Regions from separate parts of the Gossypium hirsutum genome. Here region 2 is linked to region 1. Evidence: chromatin contacts called from public Hi-C data. All regions are on one chromosome and are shown on one strand. The core of a region is the stretch at or near the end of the contact, and the rest is flanking DNA. Distances in the headings are between cores, read along the strand shown. Region 1 overlaps LOC107925199 (protein STICHEL-like 3). Region 2 holds the start of LOC107909644 (ras-related protein RABA1c).

Region 1 (4,912 bases), core at 1,399-3,898:
AAAGCGTATCTTATAAGACACCGTATAAGCAAAAGACGCTATCTATTAGATACGTTTTTTTTCACGTGTTAGGTCGAATCAAAATCAACCTATTTCTCTAAATAACTCGAACCTCGGCATGTTCCCCTTCATTTTCTTTGCCTAAAATCCCTTTTAAGTGCTTTTCTTCTAAAAAGTTATAATAGTTTGTGCCGAAACCATCTTTTTGAAAAATAAAAGTTTTGGGTTGTCGACTTAAAAAAATAAAAATTGGGAGTCGCCACCAATCTTTTATTAGGGTGTGATTGGATCACCTAAAAAAATAGCTTTGGTTTACGAGTTTTTTTTAGAAAACGGGTTCGGGAGTCAGTTACGTACGAGGAAGGATTAGCACCCTCGTAACGCCCAAAAATTGGTACCTAGTTACTTAATTAATGTCTCAAGGTCGATAATTTGGAAAAAAACATAATCCTTAGCAAAACTTAAAAGGTTACGTATTAAGACCCTTATTATTTTAGAGAAAGAAGATACCACACCCAATGCGTTAGGGCACAACATTCTAATTTTCCCCAAAATAAATTGGGCCAAAATACTTGTACAATAAAACTTTAAAAGAACATCCACTTATCCAAGATTTAAGAAATCACACCCAATACGTTAGGGTACGATTCCTTTAGAATCCCAAACTTGGAATATTTCCTTTACTTAAAAAGAACATCCACTTATCCAAGATTTAAGAAATCACACCCAATACGTTATGGCACAATTCCTTTAAAATCCCAAACTCAGAATATTTCATTTATTATTTAAAAAAAAATATTCATTTCGAGAAATCAATACGTCACATCCAATACATTAGGACACAACGTGTTAAATTCCCAATAATGAGTTTTTATTTTTTAATTGAAGAGAAATACTCGATTGTCAGATTTAACGAAGAAAATTGGAACCCAATACGTTAGGACTCAATTCCCTTAAAGGATCCTAAATACGAACATTATCTCAAAAAAAAATTCTATCTTTAAATTTGAGTAAAAAATGATGTAATGTGATTTTATACATACAAATGCTATAATAATAATAACAATAATAAATACATCATCGACATAAAAATAATATAAGCAAATGAATAAAAAAAGGTAATCCATTACATGCAAAATATTAAATGTAAACACAATTATACAATGGATGGGATAGCAAACAAATAAATAAGGATCAAAAGATGTACACATGGAAATTATGAAGATTAAAAATATGCATATAATTTACAAATAAAATTTTAGGTTATACAATTTATATATAAATACAACACATAATATACTTATGAAAATAAAGAAAAAAACAATTATACATACATATATAAAATAGTAAAAAATAAGTATATTTTAAAAAAGAAAAAAAAGTGAGTATTTAATCACTTAAAAACGTAAATATATACATATATATAAAAAAATAGGAAAATATTTTTTTAAAAATATATATATGTGTACATATAAAAGGAATATATATTAGATAAATAATAATAATAATTACACTATTAATTAATAAAACAAATAAAAAGAACATAAAAAAATTAAATTGAATTGCAATTACAATATCTGGGGTAAATCCGCAAATAAATAAAAGTAAAATGACTAAATTTAAATGCGCGAATTACATAGAGGGGCTGAAAGGAAAATTTTCCCTTCTCCTCTAAAACGGCGCCGTTCAAATTGGACCAAATTGAAATTTGAAATAAATCACAGGGAAAATGTTAAAAAAATAAAAAAACTTGATTGCCTAACCCCTAAAAAAGGAAGGGATCAAAAGGGTAAATAACCCAAAAATCGAAAACGCGCGGATCCACTGGTATGGGTCAGGTCGCGCGTGGGTTGCGTAAAACGGTGCCGTTTTGACACTAAAAGCCCTTAGGTGAAACGGCGTCGTTTTATTTATGTTATAAAAGCAAAAAAAATCCCCAAAGATTTCATTTCTTCCTTTCTCTTTAAAAAGTCTGAAGCAAACACTCTCAACCTTCCCCCCTTTTCTCCAAGCTCCGCCCTAAGTCCGGTCAACGGTCAATCATCGGCCACCACGCCGGCCGCCGATCTCCGGCGCCGTCACCGCGGTCTGCGGAGGCCGGAAAAGGAAAAAATCTTTATTCGGCCTTTTCGACCCTTTTAAAACCAGATCCAAGCTCAAAACTCCCAAAAAAAACCACAAAAAACCTCAAAAATGTCAAGAAACCTTTCGGTTTCCGGCCACCGATCCTCGGGGGTGGCTCCCTCGACCGTTTCAGAAACAAACAGGTTGTTTCTTTCTTTTTATCATTTATTTTATTTATTTTACGAATGAAGAAAGAAAAGAAAAAAACAATAGATAAAATAAAACAAATATAAAAAAACCTGTAAAAAATAAACCTTTGAACTGATCTTTGCTTTCGTATTGAGTTCTCTTTTTGATTGAAAGTACTTATTTTTTATGATTTCGAATTCGGCTCCTGGTTACAGTATTAACAATGGCTTTATATAGCCGAATGAAAATACAAGAAATAGAAACAAGAAATATTCTTGATTTGATTTGGTTTGATTTTCTTTCCTTTCTTGTGTTTGCAGGTGAAGATCATGAAGATTCGGCTTGGTGATGGTTGCGGTTGCGGCGCAAAAGTCTTCTTCAGAAACCCTAGGGTTTCTGCAAATGATTTGGGCCATTGAGCTTTGGGCCCCTGTTGTATTTCGGGTTTTGGGCTCTATAGGCCTATTTGTAAAAAAATGGACTACTTATTTATTTGGGGCCCTTTATTATTTGTACCCGGGCAAAATCTGTTATTACAGTTTGAATACAGTATAAGTTTCAAAGCCATGACTAATTATAGTAGACGTTAAATTTATCAGAAAATTTTAACGGTATTAATAATTAGATTTATATTTTAAAATCATAAAAATAAAGATGTACAAATAATACAAGAAGTTTCTGAAAATCAAAATCAGCCACAGGATTCCAAGAGCACAAGCAGTATCAAAAGGTAATATGAACAAAATTCATACGAATCACATTACATTACAGTAACACTAGCTCAAATATTTTAATTTTAAACTCATTCGCTAAACAAAGTTATGAACTAGGCAAACCAAGATTTCACTATGGCTATGGAGGTTTCAGGCCCCCCCCCCCCTATATACCTGCCTTGGGTCATTTCTTCAGTTACCACCACCATGGATGGCAGAAAATCGAATCCGCAGCCACTCAATATAGGCTGAAATTAATTCCGGGAGGGAAGTGGAAGAAGGCTTGTAATTTATTCAAAGAAAAAAAAATTTCACAGATCGAACTTACGTCGTAAACCAGCAAGAAAATGGGTAATTACAAATGTAAATATGAATTCAATCAAGTTAGGCACCAACCCTTCAAAGCCATCCAAAAATTTTCTTGTTATTTATCCTACCTAGGAGATTTAGAAGAGAGACATTTTCCGCAGGAGACGAACTTCAATAACGAGTGCGGTCTTCGTGTCCTAATCTTCAAGCGTGAGAGCTGCGGAACATAAGTAAATCAATAATCGAACATTTTCATCAGGATAATGGTAATTTATGTTAAAATGGTAGATAATTTACCTTTCGGCGTGTTACTCTAGTTGCTTTCCAGCAAAGCAAGCTTTTCGACCGAGGTTCCAATCTCCTGAAATTTTCAGACATGAATTTGATTCTTAGTTGAAGATTACAAAAGCTTGACATAAATGGAGGATCTATAGTGGCACTGGATATATACACATACAGGTTCTCTTGTTCGAGCTTTTCGGCAATGGAAACTGCTTTGCGCTTTGACCATCCGTTGCGTTGCGTGCATCCTTCTGCCTGCTGAATTACGTGTGCGAGGGACACTTTACTTCTAACGATGCTTTGACTCTTACTTAGTTCCCCGAGTTTCTGTCTTCCTGCCAATGTCGGTTTCCTATAAGTTGCAGCATCGGCCAGTGTTAAACCTCTTCTGTTAGATTCAAAGTTATCAGCATGTTCGTTATCCTTGGCTTCTCTTGGAGAAGCTGGTATTTCAACAATTTCATTCCCTGCTTGCTGAGCTTGGGAGCCGACCCCGGCATGCATCCTATTTCTAGAATTAGACTCTGGATCCATGATCATCTGAGATGGACCGACCCCAGCTCGGGCATCTTTCTTTGCTTCACATCTAATTTCAACTGTCACCGACGAACCAAGAACAGTCTCGAATGCTTGTAAAATATGCCCCCTAAATTTCTCCGCCTTAGATTTGGTCATAGGTGAACTGAACATCAACTGTACAGTTGGTGCTGCAAAAAAACACTCGATTAAAACGGAGAAGGAAACAACTATGACTAAGGTTCAAATCCCATTATCCTCGAGTACAGAAAGCATGCATTATGGATTCAAGCTTGCTAAAATTTCTCATGTACAAGTATGTTAAAACTATATGATCAAGGCACACAAAGACGAGCATGATGCACAGTAGGATATACCTGCGCCTAAACTGACAGAGATCAGCTTTCCTTCTGAATATAAAAACTCTTTTAGACCACTAACTTGAATCTTCTCAAGCACCTGCAACCAAATTTCTTCGATCCCGTTGCGGTTTTTGACTAAATTCTGCCTCTCAGTAAAGACTATTGATGTTTGTTGAGGAGCCATCCCAGACGCAGCATGCCTCTTTCTATCGAAATGTATACCGTTAACCATACCAGTTTCAAAATTCCCTAAACTTCCAGCATGGAGATTTTCAGGCCGAGCATTTTTCGATAAGCCTCTAGAACTCTTACGGACATCATGTCTTCTGTCCACGTTGCTTGGAGGCAAGGGGCTGCGATGAGAACTAGTGCCAGCGGAAGATATAGGTAATATATACTGCTGATCTGGAGCAAGCTGAAGCAAAGCAGCGGTTAGCCATGTCAGTTTGTCATTCGACATCCTCAGTTGTTTTTCTG
Region 2 (4,912 bases), core at 1,622-4,121, 47 kb after region 1:
TCGTTGTCCCATTGAAAGCATTCTTGCCTTATCTTTTGCCAGTCTTCCTAGGCCCATGAGCTCCAGGGCTGGCAAGGACTTACCATGCTTACCTTCAAGAACCTCAAACCATTGAACATTGTCAAGGACCGTGAACTTTTCTTTCACTGCATCCTTGAGGGAAAGCCAATTTAGTTGAAGCTTGTATTGGTGGAAGATTCCTGACTGACTAATGTCATGGCCGTTCCAAAGTATCTGGCCAGCAGAAGGTCGAGAGAATCCCGCTAACATACGCAGGAATGTGGTCTTCCCAGAGCCGTTGCTCCCTGTCAACACAAGTGCTCCACCATCATGAACCGACACATTCACGTGCCGCAAGATTTGTTGTGCATTTCTCATGCAAGACACGTCGTTGAGAAGGATTCTAGGGAGTGGAGGCTTCCTCACAGGCATTGAAGTTGAACAAATAATATTACCCTCAGGTTTGGTTTGGGGATTTCGCAATACAACTGCAAATAAAATTAAACCATGTTAGACGAATACCATAATTGATTTACACTTGTCAGATGAAACTGCCTATAAGATAAAAGACAAATCTAGGCAGAATTCAGTGGGGAAAAACATCAAACACTTGAAAGACAATAGGATTTGACTAGTGAAAATACATTTAACTTCACAATAGAAATGCATATTGTATGAATTTGAGCAAACGCAACTCAAATAGATTTTAAAAGAGCTAGGGACCAAATTCCATTTTATACCATTCTTACTATTATCCATAACCTTCGTTACCTGGATTCTGCAATTTGGGGTGCAGTGCCCGTGTCGACACGGATTCCGACACAGGATATGGGTCAGATCCGGCAAAAACCAGCGGACACAGCGGTGGGTGAAAACTGAGATGAGAAGAGAAAAAAAAAACTGACTTGCAGAGACGAGAGATAAGAGGACGATGGCAGGAGGAAGATGATGATAGAAAAAAGAGAAAAGCCTTTAACTTAAAATAAACTGTATATATAACTTCAAATAGGAAAGGTTTTTTTTATAAAAAAATTTTTTAAGTAATGATTCGAAGATGTGTATCAATATCAATTGATGAATAAAATAATATATTTTATATCGAAGTCATCTAATAGTTAGTATTGAAAATAAAAAAAATTATTCAAATTTTAATTTATAAATTCGTGACGATCAAAATTATTTCATAAAAAAAATTAAAATTATAAAATAAAAAATAAAAAAACTCTCTATTAGTACAAATGATACAAATATAACAATGTTTTTAACAATATAATAACTTAAATAGTTAAACAATTTTATAAATTTTTTTAAATTAAATAATAAAAATATAAATTTATTAATAATTTAGTGATACTTAAATTTAACCTAATCATGCACGTCGGCAACGTGCCAGCAGCCATTCCTTTTCCTATTCCAGCACCTGTATGATTTAAAAGGAATAATCATGACCTCTTAGACAAGTCACTGAATATATATGCAAAGGTCAAATTGAATCTAGTCATCACTATTACCTTTTTTCCTTATATTTATTTGCTTCATTATAAAGGAAAAGAAAAAAAAGGCATTATATCAGATTAATTTTATCATCAAATTAATTTACTTTATGAATAGACTATATTGTATTAAAACTGTAAATGTGGTAGGGGCTTTTTAAAATTTATCATTTTTAAAAATTATAAAATTTTAAATTAATATAATGATAAAATTATGTTTTGATATATTTAAAAAATTATAAAAAATAGATAATAATTTATAGATTTCCTCGTGTATAATGTAAAATTGGGTAGGTATCATCATAATCTAAAGCAGCACTATGAATGAACTTCTCATTTCCCATTATCTATAAACCATAGCCCACCAACCTTTTAATCTCTCTATATTTTCTTCTTAAATATGGGTCTTAGTAATTACTCTTTAGATGTTATAAATCTCTCCTTTTCATTTGTTTCAAACTTGTCCTTTATAACTCAAAAGCTAAATAGCTAGCTGCCTCATCCCCCTACCAACATCCTTGGCAAAAAAACCATCAATGGCTGCCTTCAATTATATACTTTTCTTTACCAGTTTGATCATATTATTTCCAATTTTCATGCCGAGAACCGTTTCTACGATTCGAATCCACCACGAGCTAACACCGTCGAAGCATTCAGGGGACGCCGCAGCCGTGAATCGGAACATGCTCGCAGCTGATCATCATAATGTTGCAGTACCACCCCATGGATCACATGGAATTGTTATTGGTGTTCTCAAGAAAGGTCGAATTACACCTTCGGGTCCGAGCCATAGGGGCAATACTATACCTATTTACACCACCAGGCATGATGGAGTTGGTCATCGATGATATATATATATACACATGCATGATGATGATGTAACTCCTCAAGTATCATGTTGAAACTATATACATTTTTTTTTTACCAAAAGTTTTTGTTTCCATTGCAATATTCAAATCTTATACTTGTTAGTTTATAATATTCTTTGTCTCACTGTTATAATGTTTCAGTGCTTGGGGGAGTACTGTGAGTTCATTTCATCACTGTCTTTTTTTCTGAAGTTTCCTGGAAAGTCTATATAAAAGCGAATTTCAAATTTTTTTTATATTATTACTGTTTTTGTTTATTTATAAGCGTAACCAATTAGCGTTTGTAGTCCAACGGTTAGGATAATTGCCTTCCAAGCAATAGACCCGGGTTCGACTCCCGGCAAACGCATTTTGAATGTTTTTGGGTTTTGTTTTCTAATTATGATAATGTGGTAAAAATATCATGGGGTCCTTATACTAAAACATAAATTGCATTCTGCCCCTATCAAAATATTGTCAAATTAGTCCTTGTAATTAAAATAAATTATCAACATGTTGCCACCCTGGTGTCCAATAATCTTTTACATTCCCAACCCACCAAAATAAAAGGTTTAAAAGGGGGACATAGAAAAAGCATGATAAACTTGAAACTATCCCCTGTTTCACACTCTCTTTCTCATATTGTTACTCCACACAAAGCAAAAGGGAAAGTAATATAGTATCAACATCAGTGGTTTTGAGAGGAAAAAAGGAAGGGTGAAATATGGCTGGTTACAGAGCAGAGGATGACTATGACTACCTTTTCAAGGTAGTTTTGATCGGTGATTCAGGTGTGGGGAAGTCTAATTTACTCTCCAGGTTCACCAGGAACGAGTTCAGCCTCGAGTCCAAGTCTACTATTGGCGTTGAGTTCGCTACTCGTAGTTTGAATGTGGATGGCAAGGTCATTAAAGCTCAGATTTGGGACACTGCTGGTCAAGAAAGGTATCACTTTTACTATTCCCTTGCCTTGCTTTCCTTTATTTTTGATCTGGGTATCTTTAGTTCTCTTCTGTTTTGCAAGGAATTTGGTTTTTTTCTTATTGAACTTGAGGAAAGAAAGCAACTTTGATCATGGAAGAGCTAGATCTGTGAGCTGTGCTTAAACGACATCGTTTCCTTTTTTCTGGCAAATGTGTTTATTTAGATTTGAACCCTTGCTTGATAATGCCTGCATGATAATGCCACTGGAACCCGTGCTTGCTTTCTAGTTTTGTCATGTTCACAGAATTGTGATGATTCTATACCTGTATCTTTGAGCTTCCATTTGTGTGTCGTACTTGCAAATCTAGTGTATATAGCATTAATCTGGTTTGATATTTTAGGGTTGTTGCATGGACACTACAAGTGATAAATTGGTAATGAAAGAAACAGCTTGTTAGAATAGTATAGGATCGCTTTAGCTTTCTGATTGATTCTAGCCGAGCGCTGCCTTACTTTATCCTGCTGGATAGTCTTTACCATACACCTGCCGATGTGAGAATCATTATTGCAAATGCTGCTTGCCACCATTATCTATGTCCTAAAATTTTAACTGTCGCCATAATTGCTAGGCAATTCTTCTGTCGCCATTATAGCTTGCTTCACCTCGAAGACTGCAAAATCTTGGCTGACAAGTGACATGATTCTTTTGAGGCATGCTCGTATATATTACAGGTCGAATGTAATGTTTTCAAACCGTGTGATTTGAGATAGTAGGATGTTCTAATTTATTGTATGATCTTATTCCAAGATTGTTTGATGAGGCATTGAATCAAAATTGTTATTATGTATAGGATGTTTCATGTGTGTTATGCTTATACTGTTGTCGTTACTGCTACGGGCTGCTACTGTCATGGCCTGGTTATCGTTTGATTACCCTGTTTCAGTAGGCATATGTAAAGCCTACTCATTCATCATATGTTTTATCTAAGGTGATTCTTTGATTTGAAAAATAGAATGTAAGGCTTCATCTTCTTCCTTCTAATGGCATAAAGAAAGAGGAATCGACCCACAAGAACAATGAAAACATCCCGTTTAGCAAATCTTTTAGCTGAGTTGTGTTACACAGTTTGGATTCAGATAGGGATCAATGGAATTGGTTTTTACATCATGAACAAGGAGCTGCATGAGTTTTTTTTAACCCTTGATGTTTCAGGGACAATGTTTTAACTTATCTTTCGTATTGTTTCTGAACTTGTCTTCTTACACTGACAGGTACCGTGCAATAACAAGTGCCTATTACCGAGGAGCTGTGGGAGCACTCCTTGTGTACGACGTTACACGCCACTCCACATTCGAAAATGTAGAGAGGTGGCTAAGAGAGTTGAGGGATCATACAGATCCCAACATCGTAGTCATGCTTGTCGGAAACAAATCAGATCTTCGTCACCTTGTGGCTGTCTCAACCGAGGACGGGAAATCCTTTGCTGAGAAAGAATCCCTTTACTTCATGGAAACTTCTGCTCTGGAAGCTACTAACGTGGAAATTTCATTTGCTGAAGTTCTTACGCAGATATACAACGTCATTAGCAAGAAAGCTATGGAGACAAGCGATGATGGGGCTGCTTCAGCTGTGCCCTCCAAGGGAGA

The links. A called contact is a pair of places that touch in the nucleus more often than the background predicts.
Region 2: a contact with region 1 is called in a Hi-C map of leaf, with 2.9 times the contacts expected there. The contact joins the promoter of LOC107909644 here to the enhancer-like site in region 1. A contact is called at or near these places in 2 of 34 Hi-C or Micro-C datasets (leaf and petal).

Annotation. Positions count from the first base shown.
Region 1 is chrD10:3,070,028-3,074,939 of Gossypium_hirsutum_v2.1, forward strand. LOC107925199 (protein STICHEL-like 3) reads right to left here. Exons shown (of 7, transcript XM_016855808.2): 3 at 4,451-4,912; 4 at 3,733-4,264; 5 at 3,573-3,636; 6 at 3,404-3,492; 7 at 1,949-3,249. The coding sequence ends at 3,159. Among protein-coding and RNA genes, the nearest start is that of LOC107925199, 5.9 kb to the right of the region's middle. Within about 2 kb of position 2,649, at least 8 of the 9 cell types and tissues checked have an H3K27ac peak or open chromatin away from gene starts, as enhancers often do. A contact at or near this core is called in leaf, where this site is marked.
Region 2 is chrD10:3,116,944-3,121,855 of Gossypium_hirsutum_v2.1, forward strand. It overlaps LOC107909644 (ras-related protein RABA1c), which reads left to right and starts at 2,872. Exons shown (of 2, transcript XM_016837259.2): 1 at 2,872-3,286; 2 at 4,538-4,912. The coding sequence starts at 3,066. TRNAG-UCC (transfer RNA glycine (anticodon UCC)) reads left to right here and starts at 2,640; the gene lies at 2,640-2,711. LOC107909643 (ABC transporter I family member 1) reads right to left here and starts at 1,080. Exons shown (of 2, transcript XM_016837258.2): 1 at 772-1,080; 2 at 1-488. The coding sequence starts at 432.